Linked DNA regions of Sus scrofa: all the other regions are linked to region 3. The links are chromatin contacts, called in public Hi-C and promoter capture Hi-C maps. All regions are on one chromosome and are shown on one strand. The core of a region is the stretch at or near the end of the contact, and the rest is flanking DNA. Distances in the headings are between cores, read along the strand shown.

Evidence for each region. Promoter capture Hi-C pulls out the DNA fragments that hold promoters and counts their contacts. A called contact is a pair of places that touch in the nucleus more often than the background predicts.
Region 1: a Hi-C map of embryonic fibroblasts shows a contact between it and region 3, with 3 times the contacts expected there. The contact joins the promoter of SPZ1 here to the promoter of DHFR in region 3. A contact is called at or near these places in 1 of 5 promoter capture datasets (fetal liver), 12 of 47 Hi-C or Micro-C datasets (alveolar macrophages, embryonic fibroblasts, fetal heart ventricle and 7 more) and 1 of 2 datasets of contacts at active chromatin or transcription factors (alveolar macrophages).
Region 2: a promoter capture Hi-C map of liver shows a contact between it and region 3, with 8 times the contacts expected there. The contact joins the promoter of ZFYVE16 here to the promoter of DHFR in region 3. A contact is called at or near these places in 2 of 5 promoter capture datasets (fetal liver and liver), 8 of 47 Hi-C or Micro-C datasets (alveolar macrophages, embryonic fibroblasts, fibroblasts and 4 more) and 2 of 2 datasets of contacts at active chromatin or transcription factors (alveolar macrophages and skeletal muscle).

What each region holds. Positions count from the first base shown.
Region 1 is chr2:89,012,444-89,015,761 of Sscrofa11.1, forward strand. SPZ1 (spermatogenic leucine zipper protein 1) reads left to right here and starts at 1,753. Exons shown (of 1, transcript XM_005661518.3): 1 at 1,753-3,318. The coding sequence starts at 2,497.
Region 2 is chr2:89,043,256-89,046,563 of Sscrofa11.1, forward strand. ZFYVE16 (zinc finger FYVE domain-containing protein 16) reads left to right here and starts at 1,605. Exons shown (of 18, transcript XM_021084492.1): 1 at 1,605-2,505.
Region 3 is chr2:89,254,166-89,257,391 of Sscrofa11.1, forward strand. DHFR (dihydrofolate reductase) reads right to left here and starts at 1,315. Exons shown (of 6, transcript NM_001244064.1): 1 at 1,156-1,315; 2 at 754-803. The coding sequence starts at 1,241. MSH3 (DNA mismatch repair protein Msh3) reads left to right here and starts at 1,482. Exons shown (of 25, transcript XM_021084495.1): 1 at 1,482-1,709. The coding sequence starts at 1,503.

The DNA of each region.
Region 1 (3,318 bases), core at 503-3,002, 240 kb before region 3:
AAGTGGTGGCAGGTTCCATCCCTGGCCTCACTCAGTAGATTAAGGATCTGGCGTTGCCATGAGCTGTGGTGTAGGTCGCAAGCGAAGCTCAGATCCTGCATTGCTGTGGCTTGGTGTAGGCCAGCAGCTGTAGCTCTGATTTGACTCCTAGCCTGGGAAACTCCATATACCACAGGTGCAGCCCTAAAAAGCAAAAAAAAAAAAAAAAAAAAAAAAAAAAGAAAGAAAGAAATATATTTTCTGATTATAAGACATTTAAACTAAAAATTAATTTTAATTACCAAATCAGGAATAAAAACATTTCTTTGTCTTGGAGAGTTAAAAACTATCTTAAATAATAGCTTGAGTCAAAGGGAAAATATTAAAATGCTGACCAATTTGAAATGGATTTAAAGCATAAGGGCAAACGCTAGCCTCTATGGTATCATTGTGTGGGTTAGAAAAGTGTTTCTTCCTCAAGTGAAAAAAAAGACCAACATTGTTGCATCTGTGGATGGTCACAAGGCCTTGGCTCTGAGCCCAGATGGCTGCAAGATGACACTCAAGGAAACCAAAGTCAAAATGAGTTGGCTGGGAGCTGTGAAAGAAAAAAAAAAACCATAAATTTCTCTAAGGGGAAAAAAAAACCCCAATCCTGCTAGATAATGAATTTCCCCTTAAGATTGGAAGCAAACTTCTTGTTCATATATATATATATATATATATATGAACTTTTTTTTTTTTTTTTGAGGCCGCACCCCCAGCACATGGAAGTTCACAGGCTAGGGGTCAAATTGGAGCTACAGCTGCTGGCCTACACCACAGCCACAGCAATGCAGGATCTGAGCTTCATCTTGCCACCTACACCACCGCTCTCAGTAACACCAGATCCTTAACCCACTAAGTGAGGCCAGGGATTGAGCACACATCTTTATGAATCCTAATCAGGTTCGTTAACCACTGAGCCACAAAGGGAACTCTGTAAACTTTTAGTTAATGAAGTGCCTTGCTAGCAAGATTTTGAAGGCCAAGACAAAGTCTCACCTAAGGAATGTTCCCTTTGATTGAACTTAATATTCTCAAGGTCCTGATTCCTAAAGACAAAGAGAAAAGAGTGCACTAGTTTTGATATTCTTCAGTTACTTCTCTATAAACCTCTACAGGATTTACCTGTCTCAAATACTTTAGGTGAATCATGCCATTTTATTTTGTTTTAAACATTTATTTACTTATTTATGGCTACATTCTTGGCATGTGGTAGTTCCCAAGCCAGGGATGGGACCTGTGTCATGGCAGCAATCCAAGCCACTGCAGTGACAATGCCAGATCCTTAACCTGCTGCACCACAGGAGAATTCCCAAACTAGGCTACTTTAAACAAGTTCTTATGAAAAGTAATGAAAGTTATATCCCCTGATATAATCAAATAATTTCGGAGCAAACTTCCTAGGCCAAGAAAAGTCTCAGTTTGTAATTGTGTTGTTAAGAAACCATTTAGATAGTCTCTTCTCATTGCAGCAGAATATTTTTCAAGACTGATTCCTGACATTATTTCCCTAAAATCACAGAAAGGTTGCAGCACTTTTGGGGTCTATTTAATAAGAATGACTTTCTTTTGCAGGAGCAGTTCTAAAACGGGAGCAAGAAGGGTTCCAGGGAGTTCCCAGCGTGGCTCAATGGTAACAAACCTGACTAGTATCCATGATGACTCAGGCTCAATCCCTGGCCTCACTCAGTGGCTTCAGGATCCGGCATTGCCACGAGCTGTGGTGAAGGTCGCAGATCCCGAATTGCTGTGGCTGTGGTGTAGCTGTAGCTCCAATTCAACCCCTAGCCTGGCAACCTCCATATGCTGTGGGTTCAGTCCTAAAAAGGCAAAAGAAAAGGGGGAGAGAGGGTTCCAGGTGGATGAAAGAAGTCCTTACCAGGAAAGACTTCTCTTAGTCATGCACTTAGGCGGTAGAAAAATATCCCATAGTTGAGAATGGATTGTGGGTGATGAGGATGAGGGGAAAGTCACTGAATAGGATGAAAAAGAAAGTCATTGAATGAGATGAACAGAAACCTAGAAAAGGGAGGGAAAGACTGATGCAGAGATCTTTCTGGAGTGGAGAGTACCTCTAGGTTGACTTTGAATCACCAGGTGAGCGTTTAAGAGGCTTTTATTGTGACCCAAAGGAAACAGAATCTGGGGACAGGCCACAATGGTGCAGTGACAGAATAAAGACCTGGTTGCCAGGGGTCGAGAAATAAACCCCAGAAGCCTGGAGGAAGAGAGATGGAGCCCTAGCTCCTGGTCTCCTTTCCCTCCCTCCTTCCCCCTAGGTTTTCTGAGATGTAACCTTCCACCTAAACATCATCTTCCTGGTTTCAGACCTGAACTGTGGTCTCTGATGTCTGCTTGGTTCCACTTTTTTCTACCCATTTGCACAGAGGACCACCACCTTCCCTTTCTGGAATCTCTAAGGTTTTCTGCTTTGCTTGTGCCCTAGTCATCAGCCCAACTACCTCAGCTGAGATGGAAGTGCCCACTCCCTCCCAAACACTTAAGCCTCCCAATCTCAAAGCAGAGTCTTTGGACCCAAAGGTTGTCATTGCCTTATTTGAAATTGGATCACTTCCCCCTGTCTCCTGCAGTCCTCTACCTTCCCCCCCAAATAGTAACCATGAAGCAACTGAACAACGAATTGCAAGGAAATTTGATGATCTCTTAAAAGAAATTAAAGATATTGTTCAAAACATGACAAGTTATGAAGAGAAGGTCAAAGAAACAAAAGAATCTTGGGAGGAAACCAGTATCTCTGAGGATGTATCAGAACTTAAAGAAAAAATCAGAGGACTTGGTAAAATAAATGAAACACTGTTGAAAAAACTGCTTGGTAGTTTGGACCTAGAGAAAGAAAATGCAAAGAAACAGGAGATGATGTCAGAAAAGCAGAACTCCAAGGACACAGTGCAAGGTTTTGCAAAGGATTTGGTAAATTGTTCAGAGGAAAAAAGAGGCCTTTGTGAAACTCACCTAAGTAAGGAAAAAGCAAGGTACGAGCTCCCTCACGTTCAAGAAGAAAATATCAAACTGAAGAACAGCATGGAGCAGTTATTGCAGGAAGCAGACCACTGGAGCATGCAACATACAGAACTTAGTGAACTAATCAAATCCTATCAGAAATCTCAGAAAGACATAAAAACTCTTGAAAATGATGGAGCTAAGTCCCAAACTCAACCAGATAGTGAGACGTCAGCTAAGCATGAGCTGGAAGAACAAGTGAGGAAACTGAAACAAGACACATATTCATTGCATTTGATTGCAGCTTTGCTGGAGAATGAATGTCAAATCTTA
Region 2 (3,308 bases), core at 355-2,854, 210 kb before region 3:
AAATCTCAGAAAACTTAACTGACCAAGAATCTATACGAAGGTCTTGTAATTTTCTTATATCACAGCAATCTCTCAATTATTTATCTTAATAAGAGATAATGACATAGTCGATTGTGAACTTCTTATGGGCAAAAATAATAAATTATCTGTGTAGTCCTTACATCTCCCAGCACAAAGCAATGTATAGCGGAAACTCCCATAAACAAATAAATGTGATACAAAGTACAACTGCATTTACATGTGAAAGGTATTTGAGTTTTCCATAACTTGTTTATTTTCTTACTCATCTAAATCCTTGTTTTTTTATTTTTATTTTTATTTTTTTTGCCTTTTTGGCCATTTTTTTAGGGCCGCACCCGTGGCATATGGAGGTTCCCCCGCTAGGGGTCTAATCAGAGCTACAGCTGCTGGCCTACACCAGAGTCACGCCAGATCTGAGCCGCATCTACGACCTACACCACAGATGGCAATGCCAGATCCTTAACCTACTGAGGGAGGCCAAGGAAACCCACTGAGCGAGGCCAAGGATTGAACCTGCAACCTCATGGTTCCTAGTTGGATTCGTTTCCACTGTGCCACGATGGGAACTCCACTTGTTTACTGTTTTTGGCTGCACCTGTGGCATATGGAAGTTTCTGGGCCAGAGGTTGAACCTATGCCTCAGCAGCCACTGAACCACTGCAGAGACGATGCACGATCTTTACCCCTGCACCACAGCAGGAACTCCTAAATCTTTGTATTCTGAAATAGCTCCTTATAATTTCCAAAAGAGAAGTTACTGAATTAGGTCATGTGAACATTTCTTTATCCGATTTGACAAGTAACTTTCCAAATTTTGTTCTAAGTTACATCCCCAAGAAGATAGGAGTCCTCATTTCACTCTATCCCCACCAATGGAGTTTCTTCAGAATATAAACAACCTGGCCAATTAGATCCAAGGGAAATAATGTCTCTTTTGTCTTCTTTTCATTATTAATGAGTTTTAACATTAATAAAATATGCAGTAGGCATTTAAATTTCTTAATTTGTGAACTGACCATTCGTACATATACTTTTCCCACTTATCTGTTTAAGGCCTTATTACTTTCTATTTCTAGTCTTTGTCCTTACACTGTGCAACAGAATATTTTTACCTCAAATATGCACTTGTACACAGGCATCTCTGCTGTGTTTCTTCAAGGGTAGTGACCCCATTTCATTTATCTGGGAGCAACACTGGGCACAGTAGAGACAATGCATACTGGGCTTTGTGTAATTATTTTTAGGATTAAACAAGCTAAGCTAAACATAAACGAGATAACCTAAGCAAAGCATCTAACACACTGTCACATAGCAGATGCTCAATAAATTATTTTAATCAATCAAAAGAAGTTTCACCACTGAAGCAAAACCACACTATTTCAGCGCTGAGGAAAATCAAGATAAAATATCTTTGAAAGATCACAAATTATATTTGTCCAAGTTCAAGATTTGGGATTTGAACACTGATTCAAATTACATCTGACTGCGATACTCTTGAGATACTACAACTCTGACATTTTTAAAGACCAGTATGAATTCTGAGCTGGTTAAAATCTTTCGGTAAGTGGTGGATTCTTTTCCCCAGTCTGTAATGACACCCTGGCCCCAGACAGACGTCTCTTCTTCCATTTAAATTTATAGGAAACTTCTGGTGAAAATAGTAAAACACAAGCACAAATATGCATCACATGATTGACATTTGCTTCTCCAGATTAATTAGCTTTTGTTTTCAGACAGGAAGGCAGCTGTTCTCCGACCACTGCCAGAAAAGCAGAACTAAAACAACCAGAAGGAAAGACTGAGCCCTTGGGAATGGCCAATCAGCTGGAGGGCCTGAGGCACTGCAGTGGGTTAGGAGCATTTTTTTGCTGCCGGGGCGGAGGGGGAGCTGGTTGCAAAACCAGTATGAAGCAAAAAAAAAAAAAAAAAAAAAAAAGGTTTTCCGGGAGGACAGCAGCGCGGAGAACAGGCCGGGTGTGTCCGGTACAGGCCCGAGCTGCCCGAGCTCTGCGCCAGCCCTGTGAACGCGGAGGCTGGGGGCGGGGAAGCTGTGTCTAGGTCAGCGAAGGGCACAGGAAGCAGGCCACCGACACTGGTCGCTTCGGGATCCCTGCCCCGGGGCCTCTAGTGGGAAACCGAGTCGAGGACTACAGAAGATCCTCCGTCGTCCCCCTCACCCCAGAACCGCCTCAGGCATTTCCGGTAAGCAGCCCAGCGCCCAGGGATTTAGATCCCGCATCGCAGCGCGCAGGCGCCTCGCGAGTAGGGAGGCCGCGGACGCGGACCGAGGGGGCGTGTGAGTCAAAGGAAAGCTTCCTCTGCGCCTGCGCTATCTGTTCTCCCCAGTTGCGGGTGAGGGAAGGTGGTGGAAACAAACCTTGAGCCGACGTCCCGCGCTCCCTGCACTCCCGGCCGGCGTCGCTCTTCATTCCTCTGCGCGGTGTCGCGTCCAGGCGTCAAAGAGCTCCGCCGGGGTGTGGGGAGGTAAGTGCCCCCTGCAACAGGCGTCTTGGCCTCTCTTCGCCCCTGCTGCCCTCACAGAGAAAGCAGGGTGGCCGCTGGTCTCTCTGCCCTGGGCGCCGGGGCTGGCCCTCCTGTCCCTCTAGGGGCCAAGCCTGGGCCCCCGATTCATCCCTTTCCCAAGCCCCCTGGGCTGGCCGGGAAAAAAGACTCAAACCAGGTTGCCGCTCGTTAAAGCCGGGAGGTGCGGACCAGGCCAGGATGGCAATCACGGCGGTTCTTTGCCGGGTCCCGCCCACCTGGGCCTCCCAGAGTGCACGGCGCTGGGGAGAGGGCGACCCCCGCTCTCGGCTGGTGCTGGGTGAAGCGCCCCCAGGGCTGCCATCCCGGCTAGAGAAGGGGCTGCGTCTGCTGGAGGGGCTGGTAGCCCCTGCGCTGAAAGGTCTCGGCACCGGCAGACGAATCTGTCATCGGCGCCCGAGTTTCGCAAAGCCCATTCCCCGCACCATCGTATTGTCTTACCGTTTTTGACCAGAAGGACGCGGTAGTGTTCCTTTCCACTATCTTTTCTTTGATACGTTTGAAAAATTGTAAAAGATGACCTAACTTTTAACTGTTAACTTATTTGTACTACCGTGATTGCATATTCAGACTTGAGGGTGTTCTTGTTAATTTGATTGTATGGAAACCAGCTCATAAATTTGATAACAATATTTTTCACTTAACAAAATAGGTGGTTTGAGGATCTTTATTATTTTGAGCTTTTGAATTGGCAAAATTTGAGTGGTTTGATAATTTTCACCTCATTTCGTCCCCCTTTTCTCCCC
Region 3 (3,226 bases), core at 65-2,564:
GATCCGAGCCACGTCTGTGACCTACACCACAGCTCATGGCAACACCAGATCCTTAACCCACTGAGTGAGGCCAGGGATCGAACGTGCTTCCTCATGAATACTAGTCAGATTCGTTTTCACTGCGTCACAACTGGAACTCCCTCACTTGGGTTTTAATCGGTCCTCTCCCTCATGTCTACATTCTTTTCCTTGGTTATCCTCTTCTCTCCAGTGACTCAGTTCATCTAGTTCCTGTGCCTGAAATTATCCTGGGTATCCTACAAGCACTTCAAAAACTGTTATCATTACAGCTCCAGACTATTCGCCACTCCTTTATTCTCCATGTTACTTAGACCTTCTGAGAGTTCATCCTTGATGCCTTCCTTTAATTTTTTGATCACCAAACCGAGAATCTTGTAACCACTTTTTTGACTTTTACCCTTTTGCCATTCAGACACTATCATCTCTTCCAGCAGCTATTTCAAAGGCCTCTTTTAATCTCCTTTGCAAGCGCTAACCTCCAGAGACGCTTCTACCTAACTGCCTATTCTGCCCAATACCTCAATTGTATGTGCGCTCACAAAAAATTTCAAAGAAATTTCTTCCAAACAGTGAAACGTTTGATGACTCCTGGGAACTGCATACACCATTTATGATAGGGCAAAAGGTCCCAGACTAACATGAAAAACTTTTCACTTAAGTAACATTTGCACCGGTAAGCTTCCTCAGGCAAGACCCTTCGCGAACTTGAATCCTTAAAAAATCTCACATTACCTTCTACTGAAGAGGTTGTGGTCATTCTTTGGAAATATTTGTATTCGTTCCTACAAGTTAGAGAAACATATATAGAGTTACTCCGAACGTGATTCCTTGGGCTTAAGCTCTAACGCACTGACAAACGGTGCGCTGGGGAGAATCTCCAGGACTCGGACTTTGCTCAGGGGTAGGACGCAAGGGAAAAGGCCTTTCGGGACAGCAGGAGCGAGACCGAAATTAATAACTTGCCGCCAGGCTCTTGACGCGTTAGGAAGCCCAAATCTACTTCCTGCCAGCGCAGGTCACGAAACCCCCCATCTTCTCCGAGAGTCGGCCGGGCCTGGCGGGGCCCAGTTGCCCCAATCTGCCAGCGCCAGTTCCGATCCCACACGCTCGATCCACCCCCAGCCCCGCAGGTACCTGAGCGGGGGCCAGGGCAGGTCCCCGTTCTTGCCAATGCCCATGTTCTGGGACACAGCAACGATGCAGTTTAGCGGACGAACCATGTCGGCGGCTGTAAACACTTTCGAGACAACTGGCTACACCAACACCGGGATTCCCCCAAAGCTTGGCGCGAAATTTCGCTCACCCCGCCCCCCCCACTCCTATTTGTGCAGGAGAGACCCCGCCCTCACCACGCCCCCTATCCCGGCGCACCGCAGGGTCGCGACGTGCTCGCGCCCGCAGACACCCGGGAACTGCGGCCGCGGGCTCGCGCTCCTAGCTCGGCCTGGGCCTGCCCCCCGGCTGACACTCCCTGACCTACGATGTCGCGCCGGAAGCCGACCTCTGGCGGCGCTGCAGCTGCCAGCTCAGCCCCTGCAAGACAAGCAGTTTTGAGCAGATTCTTCCAGTCTACGGGAAGCCTGAAATCCACCTCCGCCCCTACGGGTGCAGCCGAGACGGTGACCCCTGACTCTGACTCCGCAGCACCCCTAGCGGCCACTCTCCCGCCTCAGTTGCCGTCACACGTGGTGGGTTCGGTCCGGGGTGGGGCGGGGCCGGAGGGAAGCGAGGGGCGGGGGGACCAGATGGGGGTGCTTGTAGGTGGAGCGGGAGGAGGCGGGGACCGTGCGCGAGAATTGGCGAGATGACTGGGCCAGATGAGAAGGGGCGGGGCTCGGGAAAGACGAGGAGGGAAAAGACGGGTCCTCCTTCATCCTAGGCGCAGTTCAAAGATTTTAGGGTGATGTTACGCTTGGGGCAATAGACTTGAGGCTAAGATTACACGAGACAGAAACTCAGGTTTCCTGACTCCCATTCTGATGAGAGTAGGGGCAGAAGACTATGTCTTTTAATTTCCGTCCCCCCCCCCCTTTTCTAGGTCGAGGGTTGAACAGGAACTTTATCACATTTGTATGTCGTTAGGTGACTAGAAGAAAACTGCCCTTAAATCTTTAGTTTTTAAGGCTGCAACAGGTTTGCTCAATGTTTCAAGCGATTACCAGTAAAAGTCATATTGTGCATTTCCCCCGTGACTGCACTCCTTGTAGTTCAGATGATAAAGTCTGATAAAACAGTTTGGGTGGATAAAGTTTCTTAATATGGCGCAGGTGTGATGGTTAGTCGTTGGATTCTTCCTGTTGCTCGCCACCCTTCCACTGAGTAAAATAAGTAGGTTTCTGTTTTTTTTTTTTGTCTTTTTGCCATTTCTAGGGCCGCTCCCTCGGCGTATGGAGGTTCTCAGGCTAGGGGTCTAATTGGAGCTGTAGCCACTGGCCTACGCCACAGCCACAGCAACGATTTTTTTTTTCTTGTTAAACCAGGGACACTGCCACAGGGGGAAGGCCTAAGGGTGAACCCTCCCTGGGGCTCCCTGGTACAGCATTTCTTAAACTGAATGTTGAAGGGGATTGCAGATTGGCTTTTAGGCACCCTCCCAGTTTTAAGACCGTGATGGTTTGGCTGCTTCAAAGTCTTGTTCCCTTTATTTTTCTTCAGGAGAGTGATTGCCCCTCTCCTGTCCTTGTTTTTTTGACCATAGTCTACGTTTTCATGAATTCACCAAGAATTTATTTTATGCCTCCCATCTAGAGGCTGTTTGGTGAGGGACTTAAGTCTTTGGCAGGATTTCTACCAGCATATAGTCCATAATCTTGTGGCATCCTCAGTGGTGAATGTCAGCCAAGTCTGAACATAAAACTGTGAAATTATCAACATTCCAAAATGATACTGTTCTTTCATTATCTAGATTCATTTTTTCTAAATTTTAGTTTTCTTCTTAAAGGTATTTTACCTAATATATGTAAGTAGGGTGATTCATAATCTGAGATGGGGAAGGCTGATGGAATGAAGAAAACTCAAGTAGCAGCCTTGATTCTAATTCTAGCAGGGCTTGATGTGCCCCGATTCCTGACCTGCCTTTCTCCACCCTGTCTCTGATGATGGTAAAAACAATTAATTCCTAGCTCTAAGTAGATGATTGTGTGATAGTGGATGGCAAGGACCTTGCTGTCATTGAGAAGTAAGGTTTAAGTTATTTTGCATACAT